Linked DNA regions of Zea mays: region 1 is linked to region 2. The links are chromatin contacts, called in public Hi-C maps. All regions are on one chromosome and are shown on one strand. Each heading gives the region's core, a stretch centred on a gene start, on an enhancer-like site or on the middle of the called end of the contact. The rest is flanking DNA. Distances are from core to core; before and after follow the strand shown.

Region 1 (2,793 bases), core at 252-2,751, 140 kb before region 2:
AGTGTCAAACACAAACTTACCAATCTTGATATAAAGAAGTCTGACAATGTTGTAATGGTAATAACATCTAAATATTTAAATGAAATTCGAGACAATGTTTCCCCAAGAAGCAGTATTCCTGTAAAATAAAAGCTTAGAAGTAAATTACCAGCAACAAAAAAACATGCATGTAGCAGGTTAATGATATTTAGTCAAATCTATCAGGAACAGATGCAAAGGGAGATAAGTTCAGAAGGTTAGATTGAAATGGTAAGTTCAGAACAAAGTTCAAATTTATTGAAACGCAATCACTGATCCAATAGAGTGGCACATTCTTCCTTGCCATTTTCAGTTTGTACTGTCAATCTGCATGTAGACATGCACACCCCTGTATGCTTGTATTGTCATATATAGTTGGTGTTTGTTTCATTAGTAAAAACTGCATCAGTCTTCACAAAAAGGTCAAAAGGATAACATTCGAAGTATTCATCTTCAAAGGAAATACCGGTAGGAGAACTAGCCATAGGCCATACCTCCTAACGGACTTAGAAAGAAGGTTCAGACTTTGAATTACAACGTTTGATCGACACTTAATAAATCATGATAACATAGCGTGGACTGTAACCACAACAGAGAAAATAGATAAACGAACCTCTTGATCTGACAATGTGGTCTGTTGTCGTCAAATAAAGATCCATCTTGGACACCTATACAAAATCACCAAGTAGAAACATAATGAAGTTAACCTGCTTTCCCCAGTATGGTGCATCACGCTACAAAATGACATCTTGGCTGCTGGAGCATACCAAATCAAAAAGGGTCAACTTGTCTTTGTTCACCAGGGCAGCAAGTGCATCCACGCTAGCAGACTGTTGCACACCACATCATTACAGCATTAGGATACACATGAAACCAGATATCAGTCTAAGCGAAAGGAACATTTTTTCACAACAAACTAAACTAGCAGTAGTTCTTCGCACTAGTTTTATACAGAATCTGAAACTGGAGGTGTTCTATCAAATCTCGCACATAAACCAATGGTTTGTTCCGGCATCCCAAATATACCAACCTCATATTGTGAATTTGTGATTACTACTACAAATCGAATTACTCAAGACACAAGCTAACTAGTTAACTGAACTAACGTTGCAACTGGAACGAGGGGAATGAGAGAGGAGAGGAAAGAGGATGTTACATGCTGCACGGCGGGGCGGGAGACGTCGACGTAGGCCTCGACGTGGGGGACCCACTCGCCGGGAGGGACCATCACCATCGCCGCCGCCGGTGCTTAGCCCCCGAGAGGGTTTATCTAGGGTTCTGCTGCTCGGGTGCCGCGTGGATATGAAGGGCCTTGGGCCGTGGTCTAGGAGAGGCTTTCTGCAGGAACGCGTGAGGCGGAGGAGGTGTGCTGGACGGCGGCAGCGGCAGGTGGCGTCGATGGGACGGCGGCGCGGCGACGGAGGGATGAGGGGCGGGCGACGGGTGTTTTCCCGGTTTTTCTTTGGTCTTTTAGGGCTACTTTGGGAACACCGTTTTCCCAAGGGATTCTAATTTTCCCTTCGGTGTTCCCAAAGTAGCTCTTAACAGGCTATGGGCAGCAGTCCAGCACATCGTCCTAAACTCCTAATGGGTGGACAAAATAATGGCAACGGAAGTCCTTCGTGCAAGCGTGTCAGTAAACTATCTGGTAGCTGTTTGGTTCAGCTTCTGGGCGGCTTCTGGCCGCCAGAAGCTAAAGCTGAAACCAAACGCCCAACTTCTCGCGCGACTTTTGGGCAAAGCGTTTGGGTAAGAAGCCGCCCGCCCACGGTCCTCGCGAAGCGGCGCTCATTTGGCTTCCGTAAGAAGCCCACGCGCAGTTAGGCTAGGGTTCCCTGCAACGCTCCTCCGCCGCCGCGAAGCGAACGGAGCGTCGCCGGTCCGCACCGAACGCATCGCCGCCGGTGTACTCAGGTACGGAATCCCTCCTCCCATTGTCGTCCCCACCGTCTTCTCCTCCCATTGTCGTGTTTCCTTCACCGTTTCCTCTTTGCAGCAGTGACACCGCCGCCCTGGCTCCGTCGCGAAGGTTCCGCAGCTCCCCCACCATCGCGTCTGCATCTTCGTAGGTACGGTGCACCTCGCGTCCATCCGTACCCACCCCGCTGTCTCCTGTCGTGTTGCTAGGGTTCGATCCCGCCACACCCCTCCCCCTCATGTCCAGTAGCTCCACTTAATCTTCAAAGGTAATGAACGACCTAGTAACAGATTATTGTCTTCATTGCCGCCTACAGATTTTCGTATCAAGTCGAGGTCAAGGTCTTCGGTTCCAAGATCAACTGGGATTCTAGGACTTCGGTTCCAACCTCCACTGAAGCTAAGGTAACGTGAATATCAATTTGTGTTTGACTTATTTGTCAGCATATATGCAGTTTATGTGTTCCAAGAACGTGGATCCATGGCCTTGTTTTAGTTCATAACCGTCACTAGACCTGAACAATGATTCCACGGTTAGGATAAGAGAACTAATCTAAATGGTAGGGATCAACTGCTTCAACAATTTTATTGTGGGGGGAATGATTTTTTTTGAATACAGAAGATATTACCAATTGTTGTTCGCGGTTAACTGCAATCCATTGATATGGTTCAGGGTTTATTCCATAGATTGGCAACCTGAGTATCTTTATGATTGTAGCTTCAACCCTAATTTTGTAGAGTATCTCAATGGATGTAAGTACATTGTCCTACTGTCTAGTTCACTAACAACCTTAATCCACATCAGATGGATTCAGCAGACTCCATAGCCGACAAGGCAATTGGAAGGATGCAAGAGAT
Region 2 (2,700 bases), core at 65-2,564:
GGGAAGACTGGGAGCTTCCAAATGAAGCTCTAACGGCTCCTAGGCCCTTTGGGGCTATAAAAGGGACCCCTAGGCGCCTCAAACAAGTACACAAGTGCAGTCAACAATTGTACACATCATTTGGATCAATTCTCTCTCTCCCTCTCGTGTATATCTCTCTAGTTTGTGTAGAGGCAAAGCTATAAGCCTTTAGAGAGTGGAGAAGTGCTGCTGAGAGCTAGAGCAAAGTCTTGAGCGCATTGTTACTCTGCCGGAGTGATGTCGAAGAAGACTGTAAGCAGCCACGACGTTGTTGTAACCAATATCAACATAGTGGAAGGCTCTATCTGTCATACTGACAGATCTGAGCAAACGGAAGAAGGAGTTGAAATAGACTCCAAGCCCAGGTGTGGCTAACTCCAACGAGGACTGGGCAAGCATTTCAGGCTTGGCCGAACCTCGGGATAAATCCCTGTGTCCGTGTGCTCTGCTCTGTGCTGTGTGTTGTTTCTCTATCTTATTTGTTGTTTATACTTGCACTTCAATATTTATATGTGGTATAAGCTGTCTTCGAAGTGCAGGGTATTTTAAGACAAGAACTTCAATTCTGCTGCAACCTACTCGAAGGGTCTTTCATTCCACTGCAATCCGGCCTTCGAGTAGAGTAAGAATTTTCAGTTATAAAGTGATAATTATTATTCGCCTATTCATCCCCCCTCTAGACGACATCTAGATCCTGTTTCCGGGCATAGGGAACTTTCAGCTGCCTAGATCGACGCCAACATAAATTTTGGATCGAGTGTGGGATCAACCATGGGTTGAAATAGAAACACACACCCACACCCCCGAAACTTGGGGTCAAGTGTGAGTTACACCACGGGTCAAAATCATCACACGTGCCCACATGGGTGATAGGTCAGGTACTCACGGAGTTTCGAGTTTATGGGTTAAACTAGTCAGTTGCTTGTGCTTTACTATGGTTGTTATATACTCAAATATAACTATTGTTTATTTCAAAACACTAAGTACGTGTGGTCTGTTGGTTAACCCAAAATCTCTGAAGCAGGTGAGTGTAGGTTTGAGTGCTTACTTTGCACTATTTTTTGCACGGTGTGGTGGATGTGTCTAGAGTGTGGAGGGTGAAGTTGTGGCACTAGATGCTTATATTAGATTTTTAATAGAGTAATATAGAAGTATAGATTACCAGATTACATGATATGCAAATATCGATTCCAAAGAATATGGGAAGCAGATATTGACGATGTAGGCCCAGGCTTCTAGTGGCTCCTCCCTCCAAGCAGCCCGCAAAACCTGGCTCCCCATGCCCAAGGCCCAACCAGACCTTATTCCCTCCCCTCCCCTCCCCTCCCTTTCTCCCCTGACTCCTGCTCTACTGGATCCTCCGCCTCCATCGCCTCTCGCGCCTCCATCGACCTCGGCGCCTCGTCCGTCCTGCTCCACCTCTTCTTACGCCGGTACGTGGCTATAGCTCAGTCGCTCCCACGGATCCATCTCCAGGACTCCAGCCCCTTGGCTCAGCTCATGCATTACTGAACGCAGTTGATAAACCATTCGCGTGCTATGCTAGATCCCTCCGGTGTCGCCCTCGAGCCACCTAACTGAAATATCGTCGTCGATGCGTGGGTCTGCTAGCAGATGGCGCGCCGGCCCCGCACTGACCCTCCCCCTATCCGGAGACCGCCACTGCCGTGTCCTGTCTCTTGTGTTGATCTCCACTTGTCGTCCTGTATGGGTAGCAGGCAGCTTGTTGATTCGACTGCGCGTCCAGCAGTAGCAGCTTCAAACAAGTACCTGTGTCCGTAGGAAAAGCAAACAGTTGATTCAACCGTCTGTTTGCAGACACCGCCGACAGCCGACTATTTTTCTGGGTTCCAACATATCCAATAGAAGTGAACAACAACACTTGGGCTGTTTATTTCTATCTTCGCTGAAGGGACTATATGACGCTAACATTGGCACCTCGTCTAGAACAGATTATTATTCTTCCTGTCTCCCTTGCCATTAGGTGTCCACAATGCCAGTGAGTACAATCGAGATCGGCACAAATGGCTGTTGCCAGTCCAATGTCCGAATCACCAAATTTATTCCAACATGTTCATTTTAGAAACGTCAAGAAGTATTTGAACGTAGCTCCATGGGACACCCTTTTGCATGTTTTTTGTTTGTTTGTGGCTATAGACTCAATTGCTTTAACTATGGTACATAGGAAATTAGGAATATATGATGACCATCTCCAAATCATATAAGATGGGTTTGGCTGTGAGTAGCAATGATAGAGGGGTCCTCCTGTCACTCATGTAGGACATTTGTATTCTTTTTGTTCAGTCAAGTTGCTGACAAAAAAGAAAAGAGCACCTAACGGTAGAATGAAAGAAAAACGAATTCAGTGATGCATATGGAAAGTGCTTAGTTCCCGCCGAAACAGAGGTTTCCCTTACTACCTGCTATCAAGTTAAATAAATAACGAACTAGCAAATCTCTTTGAATTTGGTATCCAACCTTCAACCATTTCTCTGTCCTGTTTTTTTTTTCTCGTTCCTGACAAGCTGTAGTAACGTTGCTCCATGACAGTGCAAAAACTAACCATCGTGCTACGGCTTGCCAGGGTTAACATTTGAGGCATGGCGAAACACCACCCGGACCTGATCATGTGCCGGAAGCAGCCCGGCATCGCCATCGGGCGGCTGTGCGAGAAGTGCG

What was found. Hi-C and Micro-C count contacts between places; a contact is called where the count stands out from the background.
Region 1: a Hi-C map of ear shows a contact between it and region 2, with 4 times the contacts expected there. The contact joins the promoter of LOC100217039 here to the promoter of LOC100282173 in region 2. A contact is called at or near these places in 14 of 25 Hi-C or Micro-C datasets (bundle sheath, ear, endosperm and 5 more) and 1 of 3 datasets of contacts at active chromatin or transcription factors (leaf).

The regions. Positions count from the first base shown.
Region 1 is chr7:9,684,270-9,687,062 of Zm-B73-REFERENCE-NAM-5.0, reverse strand. LOC100217039 reads right to left here and starts at 1,501. Exons shown (of 20, transcript NM_001359550.1): 1 at 1,175-1,501; 2 at 786-848; 3 at 632-686; 4 at 21-118. The coding sequence starts at 1,252.
Region 2 is chr7:9,543,967-9,546,666 of Zm-B73-REFERENCE-NAM-5.0, reverse strand. LOC100282173 reads left to right here and starts at 1,314. Exons shown (of 2, transcript NM_001155085.2): 1 at 1,314-1,454; 2 at 2,606-2,700. The coding sequence starts at 2,622.